2 separate regions of the Zea mays genome follow, and region 1 is linked to region 2. Evidence: chromatin contacts called from public Hi-C data. All regions are on one chromosome and are shown on one strand. Each heading gives the region's core, a stretch centred on a gene start, on an enhancer-like site or on the middle of the called end of the contact. The rest is flanking DNA. Distances are from core to core; before and after follow the strand shown. Region 1 holds the start of LOC100284338. Region 2 holds the start of LOC100193325 (embryo defective12).

Region 1 (6,901 bases), core at 2,432-4,931, 170 kb after region 2:
GGTTAACTGACAAATTTATTTTAATGTGAAGGCAAGTTCTATCTTGTGGACTCAGGATATCCAAACCGACCGGGTTACCTTGCACCTTATAAAGGAACAAAATATCATCTTCCGGAGTATAGACAAGGACCAATGCCTAGAGGTAAGAAAGAACTCTTCAATTATGCCCACTCTTCACTTAGAAATGTCATCGAGAGATCTTTTGGAGTTCTCAAAATGAAGTGGAGGATTTTGCTACAATTACCAAGTTATCCGATAGCAAAGCAAAGCCAAATAATTATCGCTTGCATGGCACTTCATAACTTTATTAGAGAGAGTGCTATGATGGATGAGGACTTCGATATGTGTGACCATGATGAAAACTACATTCCATTGTCGGGAGCATCATCTTCTCAAGGAAATAGAGATAATCCACGTGATGGGGATGAAGATCAAAATATGAACCAGTTTAGAGATTGGATCGCCGATGGTTTGTTTAGTAGAGCATAGATTACTACTCATTTTATATGAATTGTAATAAAATAGTATTGTATTGCATGAGATCAAAATATGTATCAGTTTAGAGATTGAATTTTATATGAATTTGTAATAAAATAGTATTGTACTGCATGAGGATTACTACTCATTTTATATGAATTGTGTGCTCGTTTCAGACTGTTTTTCCAGAATGTTTTTTTAAAACTGTGCTTCAAACAGTGCTGTTAAACAGTGTTCGGATGGCAGCTAGACTGTACTGAGATTTTGGGCATTGAACAGGGGCAATTCAGTCTTTATGTCCAGTAATAATAGCTGTGTGCAAAGTTTTAGTCACCGGAACCAAACGGTAGATTTTAGTGACTAAAATTTAGTCACTAAAGTTTAGTCCAACTAAACTTTAGTAGTACCGAATCCAAACAGGGCCTAAGGTGGGAGTGAGACCGACCCATGCCCAAGGGGAAAATATAGCAGGATCTATCTAGGGGAGGTACTTCTAGGTTAGTTTGGAAGCCACAAAATTAGAGAAGATTAAAGGGACTAAAATCTCACTCTTATTCAATTTTTAAATAAGAGGAAGATTTTAGCTCCTCTGATCCACTACGATTTTGTGGATCCCAAACTAACCCCTCCAGTCCTACCGTACAGAAGAGGGAGTGAGAGTAAGGGTGAGGTAGAGACATATTCGAAAAGCTGATAGCACAAATCTAGTTACCCTCCTACCCTAGCGGCCTCTTTAGATTCTTGTGGTAAATAGTTTGTCGACTAATTTTATCACTTAACCTCTAAATAGGCCGACTAACAAATTGCCTAATTGTTAGCCGAATTGTTGGCAAACAGTTTGCCATTAGTTATTTGACTTTGCTAATAGATCGTATAAAAACACCTATTAATCAAGTCTCCAAACACACACTGGCTAGTTTTGGTAGCTAATTATTTACCAGCTAATTGTTAGACACTGTCAAACAATAAGCTAGTAGCACTGAAACAGGGCCTTATACTGTTGCGGACTAATGGTCCAAAGCGATAATTAAGCGAGCAGCACTCCTACTCCTACTCGTACAGTGCAGGGCGCGCAGGGCATCTTGCTCGGGCCTCTGGCAGCGCCATTAATCTCTGATCTACCACTAGCACTAGCAGGAGGGACAAGCTAGACTGCCTCAGGTCAGGTAGCAGGCGAGTACTTCCACGCAGGAAACTGTTAGGCCGTTAATGACACACGCTATCATTCTACCTGCTACTAGTCCCCAGCTGATTTTTAAGTAGTAGTACTGGTATAGCTTCTGTACTGTACAGGGCACACGGCAGCGGCAGCGGCAGCAGCAGCTGAACGAGATTAGAAATATGATTAGGCGTAAATCAACTCATGGGACGCGAGGGGGGTGGCAGCGGCATCATTCTCGTCTGCCCCTCGCGGGGGGACACCACAGCCCGATGCCGCTGCACCTGCACGCTCTGCTCGCTCGCTCGCTGCTGCCGGCCGACGTGGACAGAGAGAGAGACACGCACAACTGACAAGCGATCCGGGCCGGGCTACAGGGAGGGGAAATTATTGGGCCCTGACGGCCTGGTGTTTTTTAATCGGGTCAAATTGGCAGCGTCGGCAGCCGGGCGTGACGAGACGAGAAATCGCTTTCGTCGTCTTCTTTTTTCGGTTCGACGTGCGCGTCTCTCTGTAATCTGTATGCAGTGAAGAAAGCCGAAAGTCGACACTTATGTGGACTCGCGCATACGTACGTACGTACGTAGACTAGTGCATGTCCCGCATGTGAGGTGGCACACGAACTGTTTCCATATCGACACACTGTATTCATCCATATCCGCAATAGTGTACGCGTTGATTATTTACAGTGGGCGTGGTATCCATATCGATCGATCTGATGGCAGCACGCTAGCAGAGCAAAGGTATGGGCTGCATATCCATCCATCTGCAACTGCAACACATGTATAGACTATAGTATGTATGTACACAATGTTTTTGAACGGCCTGTGGACAGCTAGCGTGTCTGCGTGTGCACGTGTCGTCTCTCTATGACACACGCAGAGGCAGAGAGAGAGAGAGAGAGAGAGAGAGAGAGAGAGAGAGAGAGAGAGAGAGAGAGAGAGAGAGAGAGAGAGAGAGAGGAAAGACTAGTAATAAATGTACATATAGCCTGGATTGGTACAGTATAGGTAGCCAATTGCATGCAGCAGGCTACTGCGTAGTGTACGCGCGCGTCAAGGCTAGTTGCATCTTGACTCTACTCTTGCTCCTTACCAAGGCAGGGCGAGCCATGATCCGTCTCCTCTCCTCTCCTCTCGCCTTGTCAACGTTGCTTGCGGCGTACCACCGCCATCCACTTTTGCATCCTGCTACCTAGGCTAGCTAGCAGTACTTCCAGATCGATCTGGCCGTGGCCGGCCATGACGAACCATCCGCCATCGTCTTTAATTTGTTGTTTTAACTTTGGTAGGTTCATTTCGACGCGACCTTGCTGTAATGCGTGCAGTGCATGTTCACGCATACTCTCTCATTGCTCAGTCTCTCTTGGACACTTGTGCAGCTTTTGTTTTGAGCGAACCCAACCACGCGACGCGCGCGGGCGGGGCGTGGCGTGAGGACGAGGGAAACCGAATGTGTGTAGCAGCCGCAGCCGCAGCCAGAAAGGGGGAGCGCCGCGCCGCGCGACTGCGAGCCATTTATGGCCTTGGTCATCTCATCCCTACGGCCACGTACCACCAGTGCAGCAGCAGGCACAGGCAGGCGGGGGTGACGGCTCGGCGCGCGCGCCCTTCTCCTTCTCAATCTCGGCTCCTCCTCCGCCTCGCGCACTCTCTCTCCTTCTGCGGCTCTGCTGCCGACTGCACGAGACGCACGAGCTGACCTGCCAAGGCCGGAGCGCACACTATTAATGGCGGCGTAGCGTAGCTCAACTGCCCCCTCCTTCCCTCTCCCTCCCATCCCTCCCCGCGCCGCAGAGCCACCAGCCACAGCGAGCGTAAATGATGCCACCACCCCACCCCGCACAGGGCACACCACCACCACCTCCTCGCCCGATCCAATGCCCCATTATTACCGCGACGACCACCCCACAGCTAGCTAGCCAGTAGCCACCACTACCACTAGCAATACCTGAGCGCGCGGCCCTCCGCTCGCTCTCCACCCTCCAGGCCGGCAGCCATCCGGCCGGCCACGATAAATACGCAGCAGCAGCTCGCGTACTGCGTACACACCGTCGCGAGCTAGCTAGCTGCTAGCCACACCACACCTTTCTCTGCCCACGCACAAAAGCCATGGCGACGACGCGGCCTCGCGGTGAGGGTGGGGCGGCGAGCGGCGCGCTGGTCATGGCGATCGTCGTCGTCGTCGCCATCGTCCTGCTGCTGCTGCCATATGGAGCCGGCGCGGAGGAGTGCGAGGACGGCATGAGCACCCGGGCGCGCGCGGGCGACCGCGTGGAGGCGCTGCCGGGGCAGCCGGCGGTGGCGTTCGCGCAGTACTCCGGGTACGTGGCGGTGGACCGGGACCGCGGCCGCGCGCTCTTCTACTGGCTGACCGAGGCCGTCGGCGACGACGCGGCCGCCAAGCCCCTCGTGCTCTGGCTCAACGGAGGTTAGTCAGTGACCCCTCCACCTGCAGTCAGAGCTTATTAGCTCATTTTTTTCATGCAATAATCAGCAATCATGTGGTTCCTCGCTCGTCCTCCGTGGTCAACGACGATGCCATTGCATGATATGATGTTACCATCATATGGGAGTTATTACGTCGTCCTCGAGATCAGTCAGTCAGTCGGTCTTTCCATGCGAGGGAAGATAGCTAGCTAGCTACGGAGCTCTTTTTCTTACCTTTGCTGTGGGGGGTTTTGGAGTATAAGTATTTTTTTTAAAAAAAAAACGTGACCAAGACAAAGCTTTTCAAAGCTTTTTGACACGGACTCCAAAGTTCAAACTGCCTGTCATCTCACCACACGCCTTGCCGGTTGCCTCTTCCTTCCCAACGGAGAAAAAGTACCTACCATTCTGTTGCTCCTCCTCCTCCCAGCTCCTCTACGTACCCTCCGTTCTCCTCTGACTCCAAGCAAGCAACTACTACCGTAGCGCGCGTGTGTGTGAGAATTAGTGGTCGCTGCGTGCATGAGGAAGGTACGTCCTAGAGAGTAGTACAGTGTGCAGCGCAGTACGTAGTAGTAAATGGGGGTGAGTAAATGTTGCGAAGAGACGTGACCACGGCCTGAACAAACATTACATGTGTGTGTGCATGGTCTGCAGCAGAGGTGCAGGAGCTAGCTGCCTATAGCCTACTACGTGCCGGCGTTGTCTTGCCCTTTTTGTTTTGGCCTCTTGGAATGAAGCGACCGAAGCCTATAGGCGGTGTACTTATTGCTACTAGCTACTAGCTACTAATACTACTAGTAGTGTGATGGAGAAGGGGACAACAAAGCCACCATGGATTAGGACAGTACTGCTGCCTCACAGTTACTTATAATTAAGTACTCCTATCTGACAAACCTAAGTACACAATGTTTGCATCATTAGTAGCTCCTAGTATGCCAAAAGCACTGCCGAGCCTTTTTTTTATCATACTACTACTATTAATCACCAGACGGCGGCGGCGGCGGCAGCAGCAGCTGTGGTGTCGCTTCTGCGGCGTTCGCTTGCTGCTGTACGTACCAGGCCGGTGTCGATCCGCCAGATGTATGCATGTGACACTGGCACAGTAGTACTCTACTATATCCGAGTCGACTCCTCCTACTCTCTATCTATCAACCGTGCTTGGTTCGTTCGGTTGCAACTCGTGTCCGATCGACGTTGCATTCAGATTCTCTTCATGTGATTATTCGGTATTATTCAGACGGGAACGGGACACGACACGACTCTCTTGTTGTACCAAATTAATGCTAGTCGTAAGCTCCAACCAGGGGTTTCTTGGATCCCAGCCCAGGCGATCTGACTGACTGTTTTTGCCAGTAAAACCCTCTGATCTCTCACTCACTCGCACGCACACCACTGCTGCCTGCACTGGTTCTGGTAGCATTATTTGCTGCCGCTGCACGTACCTGGCGCGTGGCTGTGTGCAATGCATGCAGGCGCCAGCAGCAGCGTTGCCGTCCGCGGCAGCATCGCCGCCCAGCGCCAGCAGCTGCAGCCATGCATGAATGAATGAATGATGAGATAATACCAACAGTAGTATCGGGCGGGAAAAAAAATCTCTTCGGGTTCCTCGTCGCTCCCTCCATGCTCCATCGCAGATCCAGAGTCACTCTGAACGTGAATGGACTGAACCTGATGAATGCCGCGAAGCAGCAGGCAGGCAGGCAGCGTCCTTGGAGATCGACGCAATCTTAGCCACAGGCCGCGTATAGGTGTGCGTACCGCATGCGTGATGCGTCCGTGGTGGCCGTGACCCGGTGACTCAGCCCCAGGTCCCCCAGCTGAGCTCTCCTCTCAGCAGAAGATCATGTGACCGCGCGAGCGAGCGGCACGGCAAGCAGCCAAGCAGGGGCCCGAGACTGCGGCGGAAACGAAATGATGATGAAGCTGCTGCCTGCTGGCGGCCTGCGTCTGCGTGCGTGACTGATGGATCGTGGGAGATGGCTGGCCCAAACCCCAAAAGCTCCGCGTGTAGCTAGGGCCGCGGCACCACCACCTTTTGGCTGTTTGTTTTCGTCGTAAATCTCCGTCCCGCTGGGCGCGCTGCCGGAGTCGCCGTCGCCCAGCCCCCAGCCGATTATTCTTATTCTCTTTGCTTCGCCTCGCCTCCTGTCGTCGTCGTCATCATCATCGCCCCCGGCTGCTAAACACCAACAAGTGCCCTTGCCCCACATGGCCACCCACATTACCCCACAACCGGCAGGGCACGGGCAACTTGACATGCATGGCAACGACGCACAGGCACAGCAGCTTGCTCGATCGCTCGGTGTCACTGCGTGTGTTCGTGTGGTGCTTGCCTCTGTACTACTGCACTGCACGCACACACGCAGGGATGCAGAGGGCCACTCCCACTCGCATCGCATGCGTGTGTGGCCTTCTTCTTTTTTCCCCTGCTGGGTGCTGCTGCCACCCAAAAGCAAAGCTAAGAACGGCCATGCCATGCGTATATATATATAACCCAAATAGCACATTAGCAGAACCGTCAAAGCACATATATACATGCCTGCCGTCGTGCTACAGTACTACACCGCAGTGGGGCATGGTGGCGCGCGAGGGAGAGTGAGGGCCAGCGCGCCATGCCCGCGCGACACGCACTGGCCAGTGGCAGTGGCACAGGCACACCCCCACGATCTCCCCACCTGGGTCCTGGGCTCCACAGCTGCATGCCTCGCCACCGCCAGTCGCCACCACCATGGAACGGACGGCTACGGTGGACTTGTTTGCTCTCTTTGACTCGGTGCCTGCCTCGGGAAACGTGGTCTCTACATGCTTCCGCTTCCGCCTATATGCATATGCA
Region 2 (6,520 bases), core at 2,885-5,384:
CACTGGCCACTAGGCGGGCTTCGTTCTGTAACGATATGTTTAATCAACAAAGCATCATCCTTGAAAAAAAAAACACGGCAGGCTCAGGCTCAACTTCAGGTTTTTGTCAGAGGCCAGTGCCCGCCATAATCCATCGCACGCGCCTGCCTTCCATCGTCCTCGCGCGGATTTGCTCGCGCCACGCCCGGATCTGCCGTCTCACCTCTCACCGCCTGAACGGTGTTCCGGAACCTGAACGGTGGATCCCTTGAGTTCTTACCGGCGAGGCCCAAGGCTCTGCCTTTGCCTCTGCCACGGCGAGCTGTGGCGGGAGCAGGAGCACAGGCCTCGGTTTGAAGACGCTGGCCTCCTTGGGCAGCGCCGCGGCCAGGTCGACGGCTCACATGAGGAAGTGCAGGTGAAGGGGCGCAACAGCAACGGTGTGCTGTTGTGCACAGTTTCACCGCCAAAATGGTTCGCTCGGAGCTCTGAATTGGCAGGAGAAAACGTTGCCGGGTGGAGAACATTTTTTTTTCTCGAACACGCAGGAGAGCTGCGCATCAATATATTAAGAAGAAAAAAAGGGAAAAATACCCCGAAACAGACAGACACACATACACACACAAACACACACACACCGAACCCACCTAGCCAGAAAGAACAACTGGAACAGGGGCAGGGACAGAGCGTTTGTCAGCTGACAAACACCCCAACTAAAACAGAGAAAAAAAAAAACTACACCACCCGTCTTTGAGCTAGGAGGTAAGAAAAACCCTTAGCCCCAGCCAAAGACCACAAGAAAGCTTCCTCCCTGGCCAACCAGACGACCCCCATCAAATTTGGATGGGAGCCATTGAAGACAACACCATTTCTATGTTTCCACAACATCCACGCGCCTAAAGCAACCAAGGAGTCAAAGCCCTTTTTACTCATTCCACCCAACCGAGCACTATTGAAGCACCACCAATGATCAAAATCATCTATATCCTGTCCTGGAAGGAAGTCCTGCATTCAGGTGGTAAAACAAAGACCACTTTTTTATACAGAATAACTCTTCCAGAACACAATGGTAGGCTCTTACACAAGGTCTCAAACTCGCAATAACATGTGCACTTGTCAAATAGACACGTCTCAACTTTTCTCTACAAGGAGTCAAAAAGAAAAACGATTGGAAATGAGGCACAAAATAAAAAAGTCCACCGTGCTGGACGATACTAGAAAAATGTCTGTCCTAACAATTACTTTATTATTGGTACCGGATCCAACCTGTCTCAATCCATTTATGCGAGGGGTGGTGATTTCCAGTTCCTAGGTATCATCATCCTTCAATGCTGAGGGGTTGGAGACTTGGAGGACATACATCATCAAGCCTTGTTTACTTGTCAGACGCCTTGGCGCCTATCGGATAGCTTGTGGAGATGGAGTTTAACAGATATAATTGTTGCACAAAAGAACCAGCCTGCCTTGTATTTACGAGAGCTGCAATTCTACAGCAACTGTACCTGCGTGATACTGGAAAGTACACATATACTCAGGAAACAAGAAACAAGAGATGTGGAGAAAAGATAGTAATGTCTTCGAGTGTGTGATACCTTGTTTCAATCTCAGGCACCTTGGCCTCTACAGTTCAAATCAAACGTTTGCTGAGACTTCTGCCTCGGGTTCCATACTTTCCTCCAGCAGTTCTGTCAGGGGTACATCGCTGTCTGGTTGGTCGTTCTCTTCTGGTTCATCACTGTCTGATTGGTCTTTCTCTTCTCTCACAGCACCCTTTTTGTTCAATTCATCCTGTTCTTTCTGTATAGCTATCTTATTGGGAACAAGAACCAGATATATATTCCTCTCCGCGAAATTCTTACTTTCTTCGGTCGCCAGCTGAAGTATGACAACAAAACTTAAAACTTGCAACCAGATGATTCTAACATCAGGGAAGATATGCCAGATGTTGTGAACAAAGACAGAAGATGAATTGGTTGTGAAATGAAAACCTAAAACAGATGTAGGACCAAATTACCTCGCCAACGTCATTTTGGAATCTTCTAAGGAGTTCGATAGCTTCTTTTTTGTACAAGTTTTCCCGTCCTTTCAGGTTCACAATTATCTTAACCTGGAAAAGGCGGTCTCAAACAATAAGTTCTGCTAAAAAATACACGCAGACGCAGTCACGTGCTTGTACAAACATCTCTCATCACCTTGTCGCCAGCTTTAAGAAACTTTTTTGCAGCTTTAAGCCTCACGCTGTAATCATGGATGTCAATGTTGTATCTGGCAGGCAAATGCATACAGAATTCAACACCAACTCATTAACTTATAATAACACATGTGTCTGTTGTAATTCAGGAGCCTTATGATGCCACAGACAAATCAATAAATTATTGCACAATTGCCAGAAATATACTATGCCAACACCAATCGATCTATCTAAGAAATTTTGCATTTCCAATATGGCAATTGGCAAATAGCTCAAAGTAGCTCTAGCCAAGTTTGCCTCAAAAGTTTTATTAGTTCTTACATGCTAGAAGTTACTTAGCTATGCAAGGTGGAATAAAATAAGACCTATCCTTCTGGTCTAATAAAAAGTTCCAGAAAATGCAGCAGTTTAGATATAAGGGTCAATAACCAATGGAACTGAAACAAAATTCAAACTGAGATGATTCGTACCCCATTTTCAGCTCCTTCAAGCCCATGCGTTTCGCTGCAAGGAATAAACATCAAACTCAATTCCTTTGAATCTTTATCAACAAAATCGGCAGAAAAAGAATGGTTCAATAAGCATACCGACAGATCTTTTCTGCTGAATCTTTTTCTTCTTCTGTTGTTCATACCTATGTTTTCTGTACAAAACCAACAAAAATGCATTCATATGATCCTAAAATGAATAAAGTCTGAATCAAACAAACCATGCGACTATACAATCTTTTTTTTTCTAAAAGCATTTAAACTATAGGTTGGTGTGTTGTTAATTGCAACATACTTGTAATCTCTCTCATCAAAGAGTCGAAGTACTGGGGGGTCCCCATCCATTGATAATATTGCCTGAAATAGAAAATATCAGCAATCCTAATTGGTGTACATTAGTAGTAGACTAATAGCAAGTGTCGTCTGATGAATGAACGTCTGGTATAAGGTAAGCATATGTCCTGTTTATGAAGGCAGTTTGCAAAGCTAGTTCATGCGCCTGCAGATATTGCACCGAGCAGGGAATAAAAAACTATCGTGTTCACTTTGTTGCTCTAGTAGCAAGTAGCTAGTGTTAGGGCCAGAGTTTTTAGCCATCGCATGACAACTCATGACTGCTACAATAATCATTTATGCTAGTGAACAATCCTCAGTTACTCTCTGTACAACATTTATGCTGAAATGTATCCTTTTGGAGGAAAAGAATAAGTAAAAACATCTGAGGCAAATAGCGTACCAGTATAAGATCATTATCGTCTGCAATCTGAACTGCCTCGCTGACAGATACTACACCAACCTACATATATATATGTAGGAAAACAATGAAGAGGAATGCCCAAATGAACAGCTAATCTAACGATGCACAACAATGAAATCTAAAATTAGCGAAGCAGCATAACTAGAGATGAGAATTACCATTCTTTTCTGTTCGTCCAATAGCCTTACGGTCGAGGACCTAACAAAGAGAGGCACCACGCAACGTGAACACACGTAGACGACCACGGCAGCAGTTAATAGTATAGATTTGCAACGACGGATACATGTTATATATGTAAATATAAAATATAAGGCACGCGAGAGGCGAGACGTACTCGATGCGTTCGATGTCAAGGGCCGGGTCGTAGTCGGGGTCGGGCCCGCGGTCCCTCCTCCCCCAGCCTCCGCCACCCCCGAGCCCTTCCTCATCTTCCTCCTCCTCCTCGCCCTCGACCTCGTACGAGGACGAGTACCGCGCGACAACCACGAGCCTCTCCGGCGGCGCCCGCGCCCGCGCCCGCGGCCTGGCCGGGAGCCGCGCCGAAGAGGAGGGGCGCGAGGCGTGGAAGGAAGCGCCGGGACGGCAAGGCACGCGGGACACTGCCGGCGCGAGGGCGACGCCGACCATGGCCGGCGGTGGTCGAGCGCGAGCACGGGCACGGCGGCAGCCGGTAGGCCTTATCTGCTTCGAGGGCTTTCGCCGCGGGAAGCGAAAGAAACGAGTGGAGTGGAGGGGACGATGAGAGCCCTTCCGGTGGGGGTCTGGGCGAAGGGACGTGGGCCTTAGTGTTATGAGCCTCGTAGTGAATCCCGTTTTGTTGTGGACTGGGTCTGGGCCTGAGTGATGAGGTCACTTACGTTCTGGGCCTTCGAGGATTTCGTCTCCGCTTCGATTTCGTTCCAAAATCTCCAGTATACCGGACTTGAATCCAGTCACGAGGTTCGCCTGGATTTCCCGGATCGAGATTTGTGGCGTCCAATCTCCTCCGAATTGCTGAAGTGAAGACGGTAAACGACAGTGTTTCCATCCGTACTTTGCGGTGGTAGGTTAAGATCCGTTGAGCCCGGAATGAAGCTGCTAAAATAGGATGTAGTACAATAGGTAACACTATTTAATACTGTTTTACAGAATAAAATTTGAAATAGAAGATGAGATAGATGATGAAATAGGACTAGGGATCACATTTAGAGGTGTCAATGGAGCCGCATACCCGTTAACCATGGCGATGACAATTAGGGTATATTTAGGAGAAAGGGGAATGTAGGAGATTAGAGGAAATAAAATCTTCTTGTTATTAAATTTTATATAGTAAGGAGATTTTAGCCCCTCCAATCCACTCATTTCCTTTTCTCCTAAACAAGTTGTTAGGGGTAGGATATGTGAGGATTTTAATCTCCATGGGTACATATTTAGAGAAATTCTTCACCCATTGGGTGTGTGGGTATGAATATGGAAAAGCATAAATTCGTACCTGATTACACATGGGTATAAGCATGACAACTAACCATATCGCTCGCAACTCTTTTAAGCACCCATCTATCTATATGTGTACTTTTGGGCTGGGCCTCATGGGCCGGACCGAAGCACGGAAAAAAGCACGACCCAGGCACGGCACGACTCAAAATATTTTAGTGTCGAGCCGGGTTTGGGCCAAGGTCGCGGCCCATGGGCGGGCACGAGCACGACCCATTTAAGGCAGGCACGGAATGACCCATATAGAGACACGAAATGCCCATATCTATACTGTACTTAAAGCACCAGTTTCAACGTCGTCCCGTCATGCCGGCCTGCTGACTATGCCAGACCAGCCTGTTAGCCTGTCGACCCATTTGATTAAATCAACGTAAAATGTTAAAAAATGGTGCATGAGATGGGATTCGAACCCATGCCCTGATGAAAGAAGTCCATCAGGGCGACAGACACTGGGTGAAAGTGTCTAACCAGTAGAACATCATACTAAGATGTTTTTAATATTGAATATAAATTGTATATACGTATATACGTTTTTTGTAAAATAAAAAATATAATCGTGTCAGGCCGGGCCAGCACTACGAGCCGAGGCTATAGCCCAAGCACGACACGTCGTTCTTGCCTTTTGCAAGCATTAGGTCGTTTCTGAGACCACATTGGCGCAATGGGCTTCATGGTGTTTGAGGTTGCTGAATTGAATGGAGCAACAATGATTTGTCACACTAACAGTAAAAGGAAAGGTTATTTATTGGTTTTAAATGTTAGTAATTGCTACGAAGTAGCATAATTTATATGTAGCGCATCCAGTGTTTATTGGTGCCTGACTTTAACAATCACTTCATATTTTGATCTATCTTTTTTATAAGTTTGAGTTCATGTGACTTATTTTAGAAACTTGAGCTCACAAACTTTTTCTTATTTGGTCTCTGTATCGTGGAATTATATCATTTTATAATTTCTGTTCGTTCAGTCAGTCGTCGTTGTGAACTCTCTTCTAATTGCACACTTCATTGGCCGCGTTGTACCAAGACATATTACATGGAGTAAACAATAACATCAATTAGCCAAATCAAAAGAATATTATACGAAGAGCAGGGACAATCAATAAAAAATATTGAGATCTTTTTGGTTGACAGTTTACGTGGGTATTGTTGTAAGCCGTCGCAACGCACGGGCAACCGACTAGTATTTATTAAAACTGCACTGCATTCCACATTTTCATTTACTTGATAAAGAACATAAAGTTAGAGATAATGCTAGTTAGATGTTTTTTTGTAGCTTTGAATTGGAGTATGTGATGTAATTTTACTTTTATTATGAACATTAGATAATAAACTGAACTTACGAACTTTGTATAGAGCTGATTTTACTTCTTTTTCCTTCTAACAAAATGATTTGTAAACGAGGTAGTCGTTGCATAGCTCTCGTAACTTTAATACAAATATTAAGTTTGTTTTTGTTCAGATTTATTTGGCTTATCTTTTATTTGTTTTATTAAATTTGTTTTGAATTTAGGGTTCTGATATGAATTTCGGGCCAAAAAATTAATTTCAGGCTTTTATAATTTCGGGCCACACAAAATGAGCCCGACACGTTTAAGTAATTATGTGCCGGGTCGTGGGCCGAGGGCTAGGC

Evidence for each region. A called contact is a pair of places that touch in the nucleus more often than the background predicts.
Region 1: a contact with region 2 is called in a Hi-C map of tassel, with 5 times the contacts expected there. The contact joins the promoter of LOC100284338 here to the promoter of LOC100193325 in region 2. A contact is called at or near these places in 11 of 25 Hi-C or Micro-C datasets (bundle sheath, ear, leaf and 5 more) and 1 of 3 datasets of contacts at active chromatin or transcription factors (seedling).

What each region holds. Positions count from the first base shown.
Region 1 is chr5:221,945,879-221,952,779 of Zm-B73-REFERENCE-NAM-5.0, forward strand. It overlaps LOC100284338, which reads left to right and starts at 3,682. Exons shown (of 9, transcript NM_001367186.1): 1 at 3,682-4,066. The coding sequence starts at 3,748.
Region 2 is chr5:221,773,630-221,780,149 of Zm-B73-REFERENCE-NAM-5.0, forward strand. It overlaps LOC100193325 (embryo defective12), which reads right to left and starts at 4,135. Exons shown (of 10, transcript NM_001138462.2): 1 at 3,750-4,135; 2 at 3,574-3,613; 3 at 3,395-3,454; 4 at 2,954-3,015; 5 at 2,758-2,813; 6 at 2,641-2,674; 7 at 2,172-2,244; 8 at 1,994-2,086; 9 at 1,572-1,854; 10 at 1,059-1,491. The coding sequence starts at 4,042. The coding sequence ends at 1,612.